Linked DNA regions of Sus scrofa: region 1 is linked to region 2. Evidence: chromatin contacts called from public Hi-C data. All regions are on one chromosome and are shown on one strand. Each heading gives the region's core, a stretch centred on a gene start, on an enhancer-like site or on the middle of the called end of the contact. The rest is flanking DNA. Distances are from core to core; before and after follow the strand shown. Region 1 overlaps PDE5A (cGMP-specific 3',5'-cyclic phosphodiesterase). Region 2 has its middle 13 kb from the start of MAD2L1.

Region 1 (5,130 bases), core at 490-2,989, 480 kb after region 2:
CTAAAAAAAAAGACAGTACATTTACTTGGCTACTCATGCAGATCACCAGTGAGTGTGAGATTTAGAGCTCTTGGAGCACCGTGCCTCAAGGTACAAACCCTGGATGATGATGATGTCCTCATCACTGATATCTTGACAAAAAAAGCTTACTTCAAAAGGAGTGTTGGAGATAAGAATGTGTGCAACAATGTACTGGAAATCCTGGATTTGGGGAGGAAACAAGTCACAGATATATTCTTGCCTACCAGTGAAGTGCCTTTATTTTCAGCATAGAGCACAAATGTTAGACCTACTCTGATTTGATTTCCAATTTTCCTGTGTTTTTACCAGATTGTACCCCTAAAACTTTACAGGACATCACAAGCAATGCTGTTTGGTTTGTTTTACAAGAGTGGTTTAAGATGAGAGGGAGGAAAAGTATAATCACTTTGCTCTGTTGGGAACAACTGTATGTAAAAACCAGGTGGTATAATATAGCTGCTCAGCATCAGACATATGTCTGGATGCATCTTCTATTGAGTTCCTGCCACATGTCAGGCACTGTGCTCAGCTGTGAAGACAGAGCAGTGACCCTGAGCTCACAGTATCTGCAGGGAGTGCTGGATAAGAGATTTAAAGCTTCTGATACTGTCGATTTGAGGTGAAAATCTAGGATACAGTTATCACTTTCATCTTCATCTATAATATACATTGTATAGTTTTCCAAGGGTCTTCTTTACCTGGAACTTATTAAGAATCTGTCAGTGAAACATCATGTCTTCTTTGAAGTATGAATCACATAACCTGTTGTTAACTTAAAGAATACTTTATGCAAGTAAAGAGTCATATATTCCACTATATAGATTATTTTTCCATATGCTAGCCAGCTAGAGATTACTCAGAGTTCTCTTAGACTGTTAAATTGTGCACAGTTTGGACCCCTTCTGCTCCACCACAGGGAGCGAGGAAGAAAGTATTAAAGCTCACTTTGCCCTTCCATATGCTTCTCAAAAGCCTGTGTAAACATGTCTTAATAAATGTTGTTGAAAACCATGTAAATAATTTAAAATATAAATTTCTATTACAGTTTAAGAAAAGAAAACCTTATGAGTCATCACTAGCCACTGTTAATATCTATTTGTATTCTTATACCTTTTCAATACATTTGAACAAATATATAGTTTCTGGCACTATTTTTGTACTAGGATAAAGGACTTACTGTATATGTTATGTTTAGCTTTTAAGTCATTTTAAATAATTGTGAATGTTGATCGCTTGTCTTTCCTCTCCCCCACCATGAGAACCACTTCAGATGACTCTTCTATGACAAAATCACTTTAAAGGAACACTTACCCACCTATGCTCCCTATAAAGTCAAGAGATGGTCAGGGTGGTTTCCATTGTGCAAACTCCCTTCACTTGTCAGTTGTTTCCTCATTTTTCCATGCTTTGAAAAAATAAAAAGAAGAATGAACAAGTAGGCATGAGTGTCGTGTGATTATTATGGGACTTTGGCAGAGAGAATGGGTCCAGTAGTTTAAGAAACTTTAATCAAACTCATCTGTGTCTAATAGCTGAAAAAAACTTTTAATAATTTCTTTCCTCAGCCTAGATACTGCTCAGTAATAGTCTTCTTTTTATTAATATCATTTGCTATCAGTTTGAGGACAACATTTTCCCTCTGCCTCACTAGGTCCCTAACAGCTCTATGGAAGGTGACTGTCATCCTCATGTTGCATGAGGAGCTAAGGCTTAGGAATTAATAAATACTTGCCAAATGACATGAGCTGGATTTGAGCCCAGATCTGTGTAATCTCAAAGCAGGTGTTTATTCCATGTAGTTCGCTTTTTGAATTTTAATTGTAAAAGGTCCCCACATCCATTCTTAATGGATCAACTGGGCTACCTAGAAGCATTAAGAGGCAAGATTTCTCACATCCAGTAGATGTGGTTTTGTTGGGGATTTTAGAATTAACATTCCTTCCTTTAGTTCATCTGGTAACAGCTAATGCCATTCCACCGCAGAATCCTAGGTACCACTGTGCTTCAATGCTGCAAGTCTAGAGGTGTGGGGGTATAGTTAAAAGGAGAGTTTCTGATTCATTACTTAGTTTTGCCACTAAACAAGCCTCTGTCACATGGAAGAGAATATCTAGGCTATGCCTATTTCACAAAGCTAAAAAGCCAAAGATAAAATGAAAGCTCATGTAAAACAGTATTTTTAGATTTTCTGACCACTAGAGGGCACCAGAGTTCCAGCTGTATTTAAAGTAATGGTTATTGGGTACAATAGATAAAACTTATTTTTTACTTTAAAATTTTTTTAATTTCAAAAATTTTTCGGCCACACCCACAGCATATGGAAGTTCCTGGACCAGGGATCAAACCTGTGCCACAGCAGTGACCCAAGCCACGGCAGAGACAATGCTGAATTCTCAAAACACTGTCACAAGAGAACCCCACAACTGCTTTTTAAAAGATAATTACTAGCTTAAAAAAAAAAAAGAAAAAAAAAAAAACCGAGAATTAAGACTTGCTTACTTCTCTCTGTCCAGTGATCATTTTTAAAATATTTTCCCCAAACAATAACTGAACATCTGACATCTCTCTGATTGATACTCAATATTCTAAGAATTATTAATGGAATCAAAATAATTATTTGAATCAAAAGAAATTTAATGGCATGTTTGCTTCCTTTTAAGTGTGTGTATATGTGTAAATATACAGGAACAATTTGACTCAGTCATCTGACAGCAATCCTAATGGCACATTTTAGGATTCCTCTCTCTAACTTAATTAAAGGGATACAACTGCATGGCTAGGGGTGGGAGGGGGAGAAATAAACATAAACTAAATGAATATAAACTATCACAATAGTTTTCAACTTCAGTATGTTTCCAACTTATATTAAATACTTCTAGAGCCATATTTCATTTCCTATCACTGTTTCCCTTACCCAACAGGAGTTGTTTCTAGGCTTTATATGACACAATCCAGGATACTCCTGGCAAGACACAAGCTTCCCCCTTTATCAACTAGCACTCTCTGGGAATCAATACTTCTCTGATCTCTCTGATGTGCCTAGACTGAAGAAAGGCATAAAACATGGTCAACAACTACCTTGGCTACAGCTGCTTTCTCCAGAAGAGCCAAGAGAAGTAGTTACTAAGGACGCTCTAGGCAAGTGTGCTGGAATCAAATAATGTACTTCTTAGGGAATGGTATAAAGACAGGACCAAGTCCTATCATTTTTTTCCTTTGTTTTGTAAACACTGGCTTCTTTTTTTCTATTCTGGTTCCACTCCTAAGGCCTTTCAAACATGTAACTCTCCTGCCATAAGAACACCCTGCCTGAATCACACAGCCTTCCCACCAGCATCTTGGCATTCTGTCCTAAATTTGGAAGGTACTCAACAAATACTGAGTAAAAGAACAGATTTCCATCCTTTCCTATTTGATATAAAATTGAACTATTCATAGAGAAAGGAGAAGGTAATTCCAGTGAAGGGCAAGTGGAAATCAAAAGAAAGCCAAAGTAGCAATACTTACATGAGATAAAATTGACTTTAAAAATAAAGTCTGTTACACTGTTACAAGAGACAAAGAAGGACACTGCATAATGATAAAGGGATCAATCCAAGAAGAAGATATAACAATTTTATAAACATATATGCACTCAACAGAGGAACATCTAAATATATGAGACAAATATTAATGGACATAAAAGGAGAAATCAAAAGTAACATAATAATAGTGAGAAACTTTAAACTCTACTAACATCAATTGACAGATCATCCTGACAGAAAAAAATCAATAAGGAAACAGTAGCCTTAAATGGCACATTAGACCAAATGTACTTAAATGATATATAAAAAGCATTCCATCTGAAAGCAATAGAGTACAGATTTTCTTCAAGTGCACTTGGGACACTTTCCAGGATAGATCACATGCTAGGTCACAAAACAAGGTTCAGTAAATTTAAGAAAATGGAAATCATATCAAGCATCTTTTCTGACAACAATGCTATGACACTAGAAATCATCTACCAAAAAAAAAATACAAAAAACCCACAAACATGTGGAGGCTAAACAATACAACACTAAATAACCAATGGATCACTGGAGAAATCAAAAAATACCTAGAGACAAATGAAAACAAAAGCAAGATGATCCAAAACCTATGGTATGCAGCAAAAGCAGAGGGAAGTTGATAGTGATAAAAGCATACCTCAGGAAACAAGAAAATCTTAAATAAACAACCTTACCTTATATCTAAAGCAATTACAAAAAGAAGAACAAAATCCAAAGTTAGTAGAGGAAAGAAATTACAACTAATAGAGCAGAAATAAATGAAATAGAAAAGATGAATGAAACCAAAATCTGGTTCTTTGAAAAGATAAACAAAATTGATAAACTTTTAACCAGACTCATCAAGAAAAAAGGGCACAAAACAAAATCAGAAAAGGAAAAGGAGAAATGACAAAGGATCGATAAAGACTACTATGAACAAAAACATGGCAATAAAATGGACAACCTAGAAGTAATCAAAAAATACTTAGCAAGGTAAAATATCCCAAGATGGGAAGAAATATGAACATGAACAATTATCATGAATTTGAAAAGAAATTAAATCTGTAATTTCTTTTTTCACTTTTGGTTGCCCCTTGTCATATGGAGTTCCCAGACTGGGGATCAGATACAAGCCACAGTTGCAATGTACACCACAGCTGTGGCAACACCAAATCCTTTAACCCACTGTGCTGCATCCTGGCACTGCAGAGATGCTGCAGACCCCATTGTGCCATGGCAAGAACTCCTGAATATGTAATTTTAAAACTCCCTACAAATAAAACTCCAGAACCAGATGGCTTCACAGGTGAATTCTACCAAATATTCAGAGAAGAGTTAAGACTAATCCTCAAACTATTTCCAAAAAAACTGCAGAGAAAGAAATACTTCTGAACACATTTTATGAGGCCAGCATCACCCTGATACCAAAAACAAAGATACCACAAAAAAAAAAAAAAAAGAAAATTACAGGCCAGTTTACTGATAAACATAGGTGCAAAAACCCTCAACAAAATACTAGCAAAATGAATTCAGCAACACAGTGAACGGATTATATGTTATGATCAAGTGGAATTATCCCAGG
Region 2 (4,951 bases), core at 1,537-4,036:
GATGTGAAGTAGTACTTCATTATAGTTTTGATTTGCATTTCTCTGATAATTAAGTGATGTTAAGCATTTTTTCATGTGCCTGTTGGCCATCCATGTCTTTGGAGAAATGTCTGTTTAGGTCTTCTGCCCATTTTTCAATTGAGTTTTGGTTTTTTTGCTGTTGAGTTGTTTGTATATTTTAGAGATTAAGCCCTTGTGTATTGCATCTTTTGTAACGATTTTCTCCCATTCTGTAGGTTTTTTTCTTTTTTTTTTTTTAAATGGTTCTTTGCTGTGCAAAAACTTGTGAGTTTGATTAGGTCCCATTGGTTTATTTTTGGTTTTATTTCTATTGCCTTGAGAGACTGACCTAAGAAAACATCTGTATGGTTGATATCAGAGAATGTTTTGACTATGTTCTCTTCTAGGAGTCTGATAGTGTCTTGTCATATTTATAAGTCTTTAAGCCATCTTAAGTTTATTTTTGTGCATGGTGTGAGGGTGTGTTCCAGTTTCATTGATGTACATGCAGCTGTTCAGTTTTCCCAGCACCACTTGCTAAAGAAACTCTCTTTTTCCCCTCTTACATTCTTGCCTCCTTTGTCAAGGATTGACCACAGTTTTCTGGGTTTATTTCTGGGTTCTCCATTCTGTTCCACTGGTCTGTATGTCCATTTTTATACCAGTGCCACACTATCTTGATTACTGTAGCTCTGTAATATTGTCCGAAGTCTGGGAGAGTTACAGTACAGCATATTATTTCTTGTGCCCACTATATTGTAGGTCCTAAGGATACAAAGTTGAGTACGTCTTGAGGTACCTTCAGTTTAATGGACAAGCATTTATGGTATCCCCTTCACCTCATAACAGTACATTTGAAATAAACATTCTTTGTGTAAAATGATTAGGGTCATTTGGAATTCAGTTTAGCAAATGTTAGATTGTAGAATCTTTCTATACTCTCACCTCATTGTCAGTCTTAATTTTCCATATATAGTTGAACAACATGGGGGACTTGCCCTCTAAGCAGTTGAAAATACCAGTATAACTTATACTCTCATCACATATGTTCTTTCAGTTCCCACTTATTTTTCAAAGGTCAGTTTAAGGCAAACTTCTAAAAAGTCTTTTCTAATCTCTATACTAAATCTTAACCCATTTTGTAATAGTTTTTTAAGTACTTAGTAGCCAACACTGTTCAAAGATCTTTACTCATTTATCCTTCACTTTTAAGTAAATACAGTCTGTATCCATTCAATCAAAAATTATATTGTGAAGGTCTATTAATGTACAGAATATTGTGTGCCAAGTGCCAGAATGAATGAAACCAAGCCCTGGCCTTTCTGAAGCCTGGGATCTTATAAAGGAGAGGACAATATATGGCAAAGGACCATGAAGTGACCAAACAGGTTTATTTCATTATATATCTGTCTGTTATTTCATCTGGATAATCTCATCTCTTTGATCCAGTTGTGTGCTCCTTAAGAGTAAAGGGCAATTTCTTGCATTCTTTCATGTCTTAGTGCTGCTGGACAAACAGGCCAGTATTTGACGATGGGTATCCTGAATGCCATTGCAAGAGCCTGTTCCCTAAAGAGTAGTTGAAGCTGGCTAACAGGTCCACTCACAAGTCTTTTCCTGAATAAGAATAGTTATGCAGAAATAGAAATAATACTGGTTTAGGTAGGTATCCACACAGACATTTAATTTTTTTTCTTTACCTCTGTTTCTATTTAATTGCTTAGTCTATAAAATTTATCTAGTTTTACTCATTTACATGAAAGCTCAGAATAGTTATAATAATGCTAAATTGCAATGCCTATATTTTCCACCAGGTGTCACTAATGCCATGATAGTTGACTAAAGGCTGATCTTCAGCTTTTCTCACTGAAAGTTAACACTGGATTTCTGGCTACAAAAATATAAAGACTTCAGGGGGAAAAACACCATATTTTTCATTTGCTAGGCACTTTACATGGATTATTTCATCCAATTCTCATGCTTTAGTGCACATGCAGAATTGTGGGGGTCAATGAGCATGCAAACAGTACCATGTTTTTTAAAGTTTAGATGGTCCCTTTTTGCCTGCAGCCAAGGAAGCTCATTTGACTCCATAACAAGCACATCAAAAGGAATGTTTCTTCATCCTTTTCTTATGGTTCTGATCTACATCCCCTTTAGCAACTGAGTGTCCAAACAAATTAGTTTTCCTTTACTGGGCTCTGAGTTTCACTGGGTGAGTTTGTATTTACCCTTTCCTCAGATGACTTGGACCAATGAATGGAAGGAAACAAAAGACAGTACTTTATCCTATACCTTATCTATAATGTTAATAAAGTGAATTTTCAAGCAGTTGTGAAACACTTTCCAACTAATCAGAAGAATTGTTCAGTTACTCCTTCGGGTATTATTTTCCGGCTTAATCTAAATTTCCCATTCTTTTTTTTATTCAACGTATAACATTACATTTCAACTTATTTTGTTCAATGTAAATACGAAAAAAATTTGTGTTGGAGTATCTATGGAATAGAACCTGTCTACTAAAATTCAAATTTTATTAGTTATATTTTCTAAAAACAGATCTTTAGCGATCTTTCCATTCTTCATGAATACAGCTTTGAAAGCCAGCAGTATTAACCAATGCTTATTTAAAAAAAAAAAAAAATCTAGCTGGGAAAGCTACTTAATCTCCATTAGAGTTGACAATCCTGTTCCAATCTGGCAAAAACACTGTAGTCCTAGCAACAAAACTATTAGAAAAGGCCCAGAGAGAAAAATGTCAGAGTTGACCCTCTGATTACACAAGTCAGTTTATGTTACCACTTCACCTATTTTTGTCCTCCTACCATTTGATCTATTTTTATACTAGAGAAACATAATATAGTTTCATTTATTTGTGTGAGAGCCATTTTCTTCTACATTTATCTGCACCATTTTGCTATGCAAGCTTGTTTGCACAAAGGAACTTAATATCAGATTAAAATGTTTATTGTCTTGGAATTTCTTCTGTCCTGAAAAAGACCTCCAAGTATAAGCAGGCCACCCATACTCCATTTCCATGCAAGGGAAAGATTTCAAACATTTAAAAACTAGATATGGACAAATCAAGTGGATGCCCAGACATGGATATGATTTCTATCTGAATGACAGTCTCACTAAATGCAAAAGTCAGTGGTTTTAAAGATTTGATTCAGTGATGTCCAAAAAATTTCTTGTCTAAAATACAGTTCTTGGATCACTGTACTTAATCACAATAGTCAATACAGCTCTGTAAAAACCAATTCACAGCTTGCAGATCTAAGGAAGGAAATTCACAGGCAATGATTATCTACTGTGTGTCAAGCACCAGTTGGGTGTTGTGCACGTGTTCAGCCTGGTCCCTTCTAGGTGAACAGAGGTTGTGTGGTGGGGAAGTGGTAGACCTGAGCTACACGCTGTGGAGACTGGTGATGAGACATGGGGAGAGAGCCGTGAAATAAAGAAAATGATGAAGTGTGAGTCCCAAATGATGAGTCCTGTGGAAAAAGGAATAAGCCCAAAAATCTCAATTCAGGGCTATGAAGGAAGAAGAGTTTGGAAAGGGAAGGAGTGGATACAAAATGAAGGTTTTATAACTGCTGATGCCCAGGGAGTCCCAGAGGATAACCATGAAAAAAACACTGAATGAAAAAAGAATCCTTTACAGTATATCTTTAGCTCAATTTGTAAGCAGGGAGGGAATTTGGCATCAAATTAGTATACTACATGCATTATCTCAATAATTATCTGTATTATCTCACAACAACCCTATGAGGGTTACTATCTCTTTTACACATGTTAAAAACAGATTTAGGAAGGTTAAGTAATTTGCCCAACATCAAACATTCAGAATTCACTTCAGGCCCAAATCCAAAGCCAATATTCTTGCTACTATATCTCAGAGGCTGGGGAACAAGGATGAGTCTCTTCTGCTCCAGTGTGTAGCCTCCGCCAAGGAGACTACAATACCACATGAATCCAAGTGAGAACTCTTAGCCACAATATTTGAGCATAGAGGTGTATTAACTTTAAAAAATACTTTCTGGGAGTTACTTTTGTGCTCACTGGAAACAAACCTGACTAGTATCCATGAGGATGCAGGTTTGATCCCTGGCCCAGCTCAGTGAGTTAAGGATTCTGCGTTGCCATCAGCTGTGGTATAGGTTGCAGACATGCCTCAGATCCTGCATTGCTTTGGCTGTGGTGTAGGCTGGCAGCTGCAGCTCTGATTTGACCCCTCGCCTGGGAACTTCTATATGCTTCGGGTGTGGCCCTAAAAAGACAAAAACAAAAAACCTTTCTGAAGTTCCCAGTGTGGAACAGTGGGGTTAAGAATCTGACTCTAGTAGCTCAGGTCACTGCAGAGGCATGGATTCAATCCCCCACCCAGCACAGTGGATTAAGGATCTGGCATTGCTGCAGCTGTGGTCACACCTGTGGCTTCCATTCAATCCCTGGCCAAAAAACTTCCATATGCCATTGGTGCAGCCATCAAAAAAAAAAAATACTTTTTCATAATCAGTTATAACTAAATGTTTATAAACAGACTATTTTGCTATATACATTCATTTTCTTCCATCAACATTTTCTTGTCTCATTCTTTCACTTGTTTTTGTAACTAAGTGCTGTGTTAGAATTTGGGCTTTAACCAGTTTGAGGAAGAGACACAGAAAACAGACATTGAAGTGTATGTATTATCATCCAAATTATGGGGTTCTCTAGTAAAGCTGAGTAGGAGAATAATGCTTAGACCTAGCACAGAAATAAGCTGTTGCTGTTCCTCCATATATAAACTATGGAACAGTCAGACAACTCCAGTCTTCCGCAATTCCAGCTAAGCCCAATTTCAGCATGGTGTGTAAGAAGCCCTTAACCCTGAATGCCAAGGGCAGATTAGAAAGCACTCTACCTGAGCTCCTACAAGTCTCAGAAAGAGTTTTCTGTTGCTTGGGAT

What was found. Hi-C and Micro-C count contacts between places; a contact is called where the count stands out from the background.
Region 1: a contact with region 2 is called in a Hi-C map of skeletal muscle, with 5 times the contacts expected there. The contact joins two enhancer-like sites. A contact is called at or near these places in 4 of 47 Hi-C or Micro-C datasets (embryonic fibroblasts, heart right ventricle and skeletal muscle) and 1 of 2 datasets of contacts at active chromatin or transcription factors (skeletal muscle).

What each region holds. Positions count from the first base shown.
Region 1 is chr8:104,419,497-104,424,626 of Sscrofa11.1, forward strand. It overlaps PDE5A (cGMP-specific 3',5'-cyclic phosphodiesterase), which reads left to right. Exons shown (of 22, transcript XM_021101648.1): 22 at 1-1,459. Among named protein-coding and RNA genes, the nearest start is that of FABP2, 42 kb to the right of the region's middle. Within about 2 kb of position 1,740, at least 6 of the 83 cell types and tissues checked have an H3K27ac peak or open chromatin away from gene starts, as enhancers often do. A contact at or near this core is called in skeletal muscle, where this site is marked.
Region 2 is chr8:103,937,500-103,942,450 of Sscrofa11.1, forward strand. No RefSeq gene overlaps it. Among named protein-coding and RNA genes, the nearest start is that of MAD2L1, 13 kb to the left of the region's middle. Within about 2 kb of position 2,787, at least 3 of the 83 cell types and tissues checked have an H3K27ac peak or open chromatin away from gene starts, as enhancers often do. A contact at or near this core is called in skeletal muscle, where this site is marked.